2 separate regions of the Sus scrofa genome follow, and region 2 is linked to region 1. Evidence: chromatin contacts called from public HiChIP or PLAC-seq data. All regions are on one chromosome and are shown on one strand. Each heading gives the region's core, a stretch centred on a gene start, on an enhancer-like site or on the middle of the called end of the contact. The rest is flanking DNA. Distances are from core to core; before and after follow the strand shown.

Evidence for each region. HiChIP or PLAC-seq counts read pairs in DNA pulled down with a chosen protein or histone mark.
Region 2: an H3K27ac HiChIP or PLAC-seq map of skeletal muscle shows a contact between it and region 1. The contact joins two enhancer-like sites. A contact is called at or near these places in 1 of 47 Hi-C or Micro-C datasets (embryonic fibroblasts) and 1 of 2 datasets of contacts at active chromatin or transcription factors (skeletal muscle).

What each region holds. Positions count from the first base shown.
Region 1 is chr14:77,392,182-77,397,449 of Sscrofa11.1, reverse strand. All of the region lies in intron 1 of KAT6B (histone acetyltransferase KAT6B), which reads right to left. Among named protein-coding and RNA genes, the nearest start is that of KAT6B, 4.0 kb to the right of the region's middle. Within about 2 kb of position 3,364, at least 3 of the 83 cell types and tissues checked have an H3K27ac peak or open chromatin away from gene starts, as enhancers often do. A contact at or near this core is called in skeletal muscle, where this site is marked.
Region 2 is chr14:77,543,318-77,548,440 of Sscrofa11.1, reverse strand. KAT6B (histone acetyltransferase KAT6B) reads right to left here. Exons shown (of 18, transcript XM_021072870.1): 7 at 4,766-4,898; 8 at 1,867-1,922; 9 at 1-21. Among named protein-coding and RNA genes, the nearest start is that of DUPD1, 97 kb to the left of the region's middle. Within about 2 kb of position 3,175, at least 8 of the 83 cell types and tissues checked have an H3K27ac peak or open chromatin away from gene starts, as enhancers often do. A contact at or near this core is called in skeletal muscle, where this site is marked.

The DNA of each region.
Region 1 (5,268 bases), core at 2,115-4,614:
TTTTTCAACATAATTGCAGACAGAGGTCTTGGAACAGACTTTCCATCTATAAGGTCCTCAGTGCAGTCAACATCCCATCATTCAAGTTAGCAAGTCTAAAACACTCCAAAGAAGGCCAAGAGGATCAGCCCGGTAAGCCATTTAACCAGCTCCATGCCTTAGTAATGAGACTGCTTGTGGGAGAACATGGTCGAGCTTGATTGCCACTACCTCAGCCAGAAACTCTTTCAGGGTTGGGACTGGGTTCATCTTTATATTCCCGGAATTGCCTTGCACATGGCATTAATAAATGATGTTAAGTAAAATAAAAGGTTAAGGATATGTTATCTATCTGCTTACCTAAAGCCTATCTTATAAAATTCATAAATAGACTGTAAACCTCATAAGCTCAAATATTTCTTATTTAGTGTCTTACACATGAGGCATTAAATATATGAAGGATGGATAAACATATTCCCCAACCACTGTAAAACTGTACTTCCTGTACCTAATCTAAAACTACTTTTTTAAAAATTGAAGTATAGTTGATTTACAATGTTGTGTTAATTTCTGCTGAACAACTAAATGACTCAGTTATATGTTCTTTCTTGAAATACTCTTTTCCATTATGGTTCATCATAGGATACTGAATATATTTCCCTGTGCTATACAGTAGGACCTTGTTGTTCATCCTTTCTATATATAATAGCTTACCTCTGCTGACCCCAACCTCCTACTGCTTCCCTCCCCCAACCCCCTCCCCCTTGGCAACCACAAGTTTGTTCTCTTAAGTCTGCGAATCTTAAAACCACTTTTTCTAAGCTATGTATGTTTGTTGGGGAGTGTCTTTAAACATTTAACACTTCAGCATTTGACCAATGGATATATTTAGTCACACACACACACACACACACACACACACACACACACACACACCAGAGAAAACCAAATGTATATATACCCACAGGCTTGAAATCATCTCAGTTTCTCTCTTTCTAAGATCAAAAATACCATACTTTGGAGTTCCTGTTGTGGCTCAGGGGTAAGGAACCTGACTAGTATCCATGACGATGTGGGTTGGATCCCTGGCCTCACTCGGTGGATTAAGGACCTGGAATTGCTGTGAGCTGTGGTGTAGGTCCCTGATGTGGCTTGGATCCTGTGTTGCTGTGGCTGTGACGTAGGTGGGCAGCTGCAGCTCTAATTTGACCCCTAGCCTGGGAACTTCCATATGCTTTGGATATAGAAGCATACAAACAAACAAACAAACAAAAAAGAATACCATACTTTGAGGAGCTCCCCTCTACTCTCATAACTGCTTTAGCTACCTACTTCTGGAGTTTGTAACCTATTGTTCTGCTCCATTGGCTCACTTCAGTGGCTGATGTCACTTGGCATTATCTACTAGCTAGGGCTGATATTTTCCGTTTTCTTTCAATTGCAGTGCCACATATCAAATAATAACCTTTAGTTAATAGTCTATAATGGCTTCTGATTGTGTTTCCTCAATCATAGCTGGTGACTGGAAATAACAATTCCAAGTTTACTTGTAGTTTGTAGCATCTCAACCTATGGCAGAGAGATTAGTGTTCACCAAATATTCCATGTGCTCCCCAACATTTCATAGCCTCCCAGTCAGTTAGGTTAGATCATGTGGCTAGTTTCAGCTAATGGACGATGAGTAGAAGTGCTATGTATTACTTCTGCATCAAGGAAGTTAAGAACGAGAGTGGTCGTTCTCTGTTCCACTCTTTCTCTGCTGAAGCATCTCAGAAGCCATGTATTCCAGATGAGGAGCTACAAATTGGCAGAGCCACTATCAGCCTAGACCCCTGAGTGACTGAATGGAGCAGACTCCCTCACCCCACAATAGGTTTTAACATGTAACAGGAGAAATAAATTTTGGTGTGTTACGCCGAAGAGATGTGTGTTGAAGTTTTTCTACTACAGCAGGTAGTAGTGTAGCAGAACCTAAATTAATAATTCCCTAAATGCGGAGTTCCTGTTGTGGCTCAGCAGTAACGAACCCGATGGTATCCATGGGGATGCAGGTTCGATCCCCAGTCCAGCTCAGTGGGTTAAGGATCAACTGTTGCTGTGAGCTGCGGTATGTAGGTCACAGACTTTGTTCGAATCCAGCGTTGCTGTGGCTGTGGCGTAGGCTGTAGCTCTGGTTCGATCCCTGGCCTGGGAACTTCCATTTGCCACAGGTGCAGCCCTAAAAGGACAATAATAATAATAATAATAATAATTCCCTAAATGCAATACCTTTTAAAAATCTCAGTAGCTGTGTCATTGAGGTAAAAGCACCCCTCCTCACTAGTTATCCTTTTTTCCAAGCTGACTGACTGTCCATTGGCCATGATTGTGGTGGACATATCAGATATATTATGTTATTTTGGACCTTCCCCAGAATACGTTAGCAAAACTGTTGATGAGATGGAAAGAATTAAAAAGTGAATCCATTCCCCCCTCCATGTGAATTAAGCTGAGAAATCCTGGGATGGTAGTGTTATTCTCAGATTACAATCTATGGTGTTTCTGAACACAGTAGAAAAAGCAAATTGGAATCACCTTCATACTTCACCCTGCTTTTGTTGGCTTCCAAATAATTAAACTCTGTCACCACTGTAAGTTGAGTTTTTCAAAATATGGATGTTTCTTGAGAAAATGGCTGCTTCTTAGGATGAAGAAATTCTGCCCTAGTCCACTCAGTGCCCTTTTTTGCAGTTTCTCAGCCTAGTCTTAGAGCTCTAAGAAATGACAAATGACCTAGGAGCTGATTTGCAAGGCAGCTAGGAGAAGTGCATTTTGTTCCTGTCAATTAAAGGAATAGGGGGACTCATGTAGAGCATGAAGTTGTGTAATTCTGTGGCTCCACTCAAAACCTCTCAGGATAAACAGTGTGGGAACGCAGGATGTTGAAGTGGACTGAGGGAGCATGTTGGCTGAGCATGGCTTTTGAGTGCTTGGTGTAACAATATTATTAATAATAGCTACCACTTACGGAGTACTTACAGTGCTAAGTGATTTCCCTGAATTGGCTCATTTGATGCTCACAAAAATCCCTTTTAAATACTGCTATTATCCCCCATTTTACAGACAAGGAAACTGTGGCCTTGAGAGCTTGGCAGGGGGTCAGAATTCCCTCTTCTTACCCCTCAATTAAGTCTGAACTCAAGTCCAGGCCTGCAGTCACTGCTCCTCAAGGGTGGCCCTGGAGGAGCTGTTGCGGGGGGCAGGGGTGGGGTGGGGGTGGGGGGAAGGGGGATCCAAGCAGGCACTGAGCAACCTGCTCTCCCCACGCTGCCCCCCTGGTGCCTGTGGACCAGAAGCAAACTTGAGGCACACACGGCCTCACCAGGCACGGAAGCCGGTGGCTCTTGGCCAGAGAGGAGGCTGGCTCCGCCAAGGATGGGAAGACACCAAGGCAGGAGGCCAGAAAGGCCAAGTGGCCTCTGGGGCAGAATGAAAGAGTCCTAGCGAAGGAGAAGGTATTGCTGGGAGTGACGGAAGTAAACCATTGTCTCAGGTCAGAGGCCCAAAGGCTTCCAGGCTGTGAGGACACTGGAATAACCAATTTGGGGCTGGCCAAAGCCTCCCTTAATTCCGACAAGAGAGAGGAGGAAGGAGCGAAGGCGCAACGGAGGACACAGAGTTTCCCGCAGGCAGCTGCTGGGGCAGTGGGTTCTGGGCACAAAGCCTCACCAGCCGCGCCCTTCCCTCCAGCCTTTGGCGTCCCTGCCACCAACAATGCTGTGGCCTTGGTCACTCCGCAGCCCACCTCGCCAGCGAAGTCACTCAGCTGTCACGATCAGGCCCTGAGCCGCAGGCTACAGAACAACTCCCTCCAGACCCCCTTGCGGCTGGGGCGGGTGGGGCCTTTTCCGCGCAAAGGCGTATCAGCTGCGTGTCTGCAAGTTGCTAAGTCAGCCCGGCAGCTGTTTTAATTTTTGCGTGAATTCAGTAGATCGCGGATATCTTGGTAGCGTGTGAATAAGTCCCTTTCTGAAAGAATTCACCTTGCCGAAGGGCCGCTGTCAGGCTCACAAAACCGAGCTTTGGCAGGAGCCTCCCGGGCGCCCTCTCTGTGCCAGCTGCCTTGGCCTCTGTTCCCAACCCGCCAGCCTCCTGGAGCGCGCCACCTCCCTGGGCAGGGCCGGCAGGGCCAGGCTTGGGCCTGGTGTGGCCTCTGCGCCTCGGAGGGTCATGACCTCAGCGGCCTGCACAGAAGGAGGCAGGGCAATCAGGCAAAGGTTCTAGAAACTGACAGGCTCCTTTCTTTTCTTTTTTTCCCCCGTTTTGGCTGCTCCCTAGGCATGAGGAAGTTCCCAGGTCAAGGATGGAACCTACACCACAGCAGTAACCAGAGCCAAAGCAGTGACAACCCTTAATGCCCTGAGTCATGACAGGCTCCCTTCTGGACAAGCTCTGCTCTGTGCTGAAAATGTGCCTGCTTATTGGCACATTTGGGGGGCAGGGAAGGGGGTCCCCAGCTAGAGTGGCCATCACCAGCCTGATATCAACTATAGTGCAGAAGGAAAGGGCCATTCCAGCAAGGACAACCTCAGATATTTGCTGGTCTAGCAGAAAGCAATTAATACATAGGTGGTACAGTATGGGTTTTGTTTAAGCATCACATCCAGCTCTTGCTACCACCTTTCTCAATCTGAAGGTGGTTTCTCCCACAGGCGTCCCAAATAACTCCTGGACTTGGATCTCCGGTGTAAAGCCAAAGACACAGGAGCCAGAATAACCCATCTGGTTGCTTCCCCTGCTGCTTTTGCCCACATGAGCCAGCGTTTTGACTGAGACTAGGTGAGAATTGACATGAAACATTTTAAAGAAAGTTTGATATATTTCAAAGCATACATAATCCAACACAAATACTTACATGAGGGAAAGTATAAATAGTTAATAAACATATGAAAAATGTTCAGATCTATATATTGAAGATGTGTGCGACCCGATTTTTTTTCTCTTCTGTATTAGCAAAATGAAAATATAGAATCCCCCACACTGGCCTGGGTGTGGCAAGTTTGGCACTTTCTGTGGGAATGTAAATTGATATGAGGTTTCTGGAAAGTAAAGTGGCAACATGTATCAGGAGCCTTAAAAATGCCCCACACAGATGAGTGAACTCTAATAAAGCAGGGGCTTGGGAGCCAAGCAAATGTGAGTCCTGATCCTCACCATTCCAGCTGTGTGCCCCAGGACAAGTCCTTTAAGGCCCTTCCCTCAAGTACAAAGAAAATGGGCCCTCAGAGGGCTGTTGTGAGGATGAAGGGA
Region 2 (5,123 bases), core at 1,926-4,425, 150 kb before region 1:
TGCTTATTTTGATTTCCGTATCTGTCATTTAAAACCAGCAGAAAGTGTATTTACTAACTTGCATATGAATAACCACCATAAATTACCAAAATGGTACCAAATTAGCACAGTGGGCAAATAGGGATTGTTTTCTTAAGCTTTATAAGCTTTCACATCTAAGCACTGCTCATAGATCCAGCAGTACCTTTCCCCTGCTGGACCCAATTTTTATTGGAATTATCACTATCATCTTTTTATAGCATCAATAAATAAATGAGAGAAAGTAAGAGCAATACAGAGCAAAACCGTATTTTTCAACCAAGAAGTCACATCAATGTCTAGTTAAAGAATTCCCATGATCACTTTTGAGATAATAAAATCTACCACTTTGTCCAAATGACACATTTTTGGCTTCTGTTTTTACAAAGGATAGCAAATGTTAACGGGCCAATTTGTTAAATGAAACCATGGAATCAGTTTTCTCCCTAAAGTGAATACACACGCAGACACACTCACATCCAAAAGCACACTTCACAGAATCACAGATCAGGCTTTGTTGAGAAGGAAGCAGGATGGACTTTGTCATGAGAAAGCAATGGACAGAGGGCAATGAGGAGCTCAAGTCCCCCTGCTGGAAGCACGGACAGCACACGACCACGCGGCGCTGTGGCTGAAGAGGGAGGAACATGGCAGAAGCGTGACAGTGGCTACTCATGCGGGACTACAAAGCCATAAGCAACGCTATGGAGGCATCTGGGGGTCCTAGTGTCACTACAAATGGAAATAAATCATAAAAAGTGGGAGAGTATTAGTTGGAAAAACAACATTTTGGAGGTTTAGTCAGCATTAGAAAAAGGTCGAAGTTTCACTGCTTCTGTATGAAAGTGAAGTGAGAACAAGAGAAATAGCTAAGACCTATGTGACAAATAGGAATTGATTGATTTTTCTCGGGGGGGTTGGGGGGAAAGGGACGGGACGCAGGTTTGGTTGGAGCTGTGACCTTTTGCTTACCATCATCCTGATCAGGTTTAATCCTTCCGTCTGTCAAGCTCCCCTTCCCTGGTGAGGGGGTCCCCATCTGAGGGGTCACTTTATATTTTAATCTGCCTAGCATCCTGTGCTTTTTAAGGAAAGTTGTTCGCTTGAAGTGAGCAATTGCTTTAAAAATACGTCCTCTAGCCATCCCCCAGCTAGAGGAGGAGGAGTGAGAAATAAACCTACTTCTAATATCTCTCTTTCCAAAGAAATGGGCTTTAGATTTTGCCGTGGAAGAGAACTCGGTTTTACGACGCATACGTTTAGGTGGTGCATAACTTGGGTGTCCCTTTTTGCGAGACTGTCCCTGAGTGGTATAGATATGAGAGAGTCCGTCAAAGAGTGCCTTCAGCTGGCTGTTATTAGTAAGACTGCTAAAGGAGGGCACACTGGACTGGCTGGAAGAACTCTGGGGAGAGGTAGAAGAAGCAGAAGTGCTGGACTTTTGTGAACTGGGGCTCTGACCAGACATGGGGGTTGGGGGTGGGAGTGAAGAAGGTGGAGGTTTTAGCTTTTGTGTGGTACCTGGAGCCAACACATGAGAAGTGCATGACTGTTTCTGAGAGACCTTTTTCCTTGGACGATAGTGCTTTGAAAAGTCTATTATTTCACCTCGTGATCTGCGACCATCAGGTGATGGTGTAAAAAACTTAGTAAGGCCATCAATGAGCCCTTTGGTTTTCTTGTTAACTTTAAGTGTAGAGGCAGAAATGTAGGTGGAGGTGGTGGTGATTTTGGTGGTGGCACCAGGCCGAGTGGGGTCTGTAACAGCCAATCTGCTGCTTGAGTCCTTCCCAGATGCAGCATGACCAGATGAAGGTGTGGTACAGACTTTAGTCTTTTGACCCCTACCAGGTGACCCCCTTCCTGTGAATGCATTCATGGATCCTTCATCACTGGTTACAGACCTAGGCAAAAATTTAGAGAATAGTATCAGCATTTAATAAGAGAATGATAAAGGTATCGAAAACAAATTTATAGCAACTAGATGCATTCAAATGTGCTTCAAGTTAAGAAAACTGAACTGCAACCCTAAGTCCTATTGGTGTGTGTGTGCCTCCACCTAGATGTTTCACTGCTGAAACAGGCTGCAGCAACTACGCTGACATGTCATGACTCTCCTAGGGCCCATCCAACAGGTACTGGAAGAATCATGTGGACCCAAGGGCAATACGAGTGAGAAAAATTTTGAGAGCACTAAAAGATCACCCAATGCTTTCATTATAATGAAATAAAACTGTTACCCCCTTGCGTCGCCACACATAATTATGATTTCCTGAAATGTCTTTTTTAAAGTATTAATGGAAATAAGTCATAAGTAGTCTCTAGAAGCTAAGGAATAAGCTTATCTAATCTCTAGTTGGAAGCAATTTTAACTCAAATGGAAAATTTATATAAATTGAATTTGGTTATATCTATAAATTAGTACTTTTAAGAAAAAAAAAATTAAAAGATACCCTCTTCTTCTTCTTAGCAGTTTATGCTTAGGATGATAAGATAACCAATAATACTCTCTAAGTAGAGGAGACAACTAATTACAGCATAAAATATTGCTGAAAAAAGGACAACAATAGCAAAAAACTGAAGAAATGATTAAAGAAAAGCTACAGCAGGTCAGACATGACATGGAAAATCTGGTGAAGAAGCGGCACATTTACCATGGTCATTATCAGACACTTGGCATCAGAATCTTTATACACTGTTCTGACTGCTATTTCAGTTCATTTGATGCCGGTTCTGCCCATACAGCTGTGTGGTCAATGGAGACTGGAGGTCACTCCGCTAGCACAGCTGCTTACAGGATCAGCAGCTGCCTGCCTTCACCTCAGGCTAGGCCTTGGAAAGCTACCCGTTTTGCAGCAGAATTTTATACAATACAAACATTTGCATGTGAATTATGGCAGTGCTGGGGCCCAAGGATGGGCCTCAAAAATTATCAATTGAGCTGAGGGGTAGTAATGAAGAAATGGAAGCCTGAAAATGATATGATCTATGAATCATAAAAATATCTTAAGTAATACAAATAGAAGAGCATAGTTCAGCGGTCTTCCTGTACACAGAGATTTAATGAACAGTTTCGGCAGTCAGCTGAAGGGGAGGCTGGTGCAGACCAATGGAGCAAGCTACTAGGCTCATCAGAAGCAGCTCAACTGCCAGGAGCTTTGCCCAACGCCACCGATTCAGCCAAATCAGGTTCGAGCTGGAGATCTCTAGTGTCACAGTGAGAGTTACTAATAAACAACTCATCCAGGCTAGAATGTTTCTGCATCAGAATGCTACATTTGGACTCTATCTGGAATCGATTGCCCAGAAAGGATAATATGCTTATAAAGCATGTAAAAAGGAAAACTCCCTAGACTGTCTTAAAAATTCCTAAGCTCAAAAGGACAATTTTGGACAAACAAAAAGTTAGGATTGGTGCCAGATGCAATTTTCAGCTGTGTCCTTTGTTTAGAAAGTTTATATTCTAATTTGGTTTTTTTAATTGGGCCCTGAGGATACGGTCCCATTTTGAGAACAATGCTTACACCGGATGAATGCAAAAACATATAATTTCTACTTCAAATGATGCTAATATGATAGATTTTATTCACGAATATGTTTAACGTTTGCTTCTAGAAATTAACACAAATCCCAAAGTAAAATGTCTACCAGTTTAAAGGTTTTCATAAAGTTTCACAGAACACTCTAGGAAGGACTGTGCATTTTCTATTTTTCCTGTAGGAGATAAAGGTGCAGAAAGAGACTGTTTTTCTGAGAGGAGGTAATACAGTGAATTGCTTCTGCTAAAATGGGGGGTGGGAGATTAATAAGCAAGAGAATGAGACACCTGGGGTGTGTTCACTGGGTGTGCAGAGTACCTATCGTTTCTACATCACAATGACCCTTTCAAGAAGCCTGAAGAGAAGAGCAACGGTCTAATTGATAGAACTGCTTCAGATATGCAAGTCTACTGACTTCATTTGTAAACACCTTACCCAATGCTGACAGTCAAATCTACACTCCATTCAGGCGAAAAAAAACTACAACCATTTTGCCTCTTATCTTTTCTCTACCTCTCCAAGTAACTCCTGCTAAATGTTCTTCTTGGCTTTTATGTCATCCCAATGGCAACAGGCTGATGGAAATGGGGCTCTTATAGCAGAACTGCAGGCTACTGCAAATATACTATTTTGTCTGTATGTCTACACACATGTGCACACACCAAATGGTCTTGTCTAACTCTTTGGAGGCGAACAGTAGGACAGTCATTCTCAGTTATCTCAGAAGCTCTTATTTCATAAAAGGGATCTTTAAAAGTTGTAATATTGAATTAGCACCAGAAAAGAGAAGTCTTTTTCTAAAATGTTATCTGGGGCAACTACAGAGATTCACTCTAGATGTGAAACAAATCCCTCTCTTGTTTTCAAAATGCCCACAAAAATATTTATATAATTAAGCTCTTCAAATGCTCAGCCAGTAATAAAGGAGGCAGAACGATTATTTCCAATTCTTACACTCTGCTTCTATCCTGTGCTTGAAAAACATCACTTAGCATCACAGATACTGCCAACAGAAGACCCAAAATGCCAACTGTAATTAAAAATATTATTTTCCAAAAAATTTCCATAGCTTATGCAAAAATAGAAATATTCCTCATCCCTGAGTTTTTAAAAATGATGGTAAAAGTTAATGGAATCTAAGGGGGTTACAATCAACTATATCTTAAAGCACAACATAAAAGATTTCTTTTGATAAGATCTCAACCTACAACAATCGTTGCTTTAATTTATTTTTCGGTCGTCCAATGGGTTTTGCATATCGTCGTTTTATTTGTGCAGCTTTCTCATGAAGTAGTTTTCTTCCCTTTTTCTTTGGTCTGCAGACTTGGCAAATCCACATCCCTGAATTAATATATATATGAGAAAAATATTTTAATGTTTCATTTTAGGAGAGAGATGAAATATAAACTGCAGCTGTAACAAGCTGCCCAAGGATGCTTGTATGCAGAACTTTACTCCAGAAAGTGGATCATTCCCTTTTGTCATTCTCCTCAGGAAACTGTCATTACAGGTCATTTTCCCCAGGGTCAATGTGGTAAGAGCAGAGGGCTGGCCCTATTTCAGACC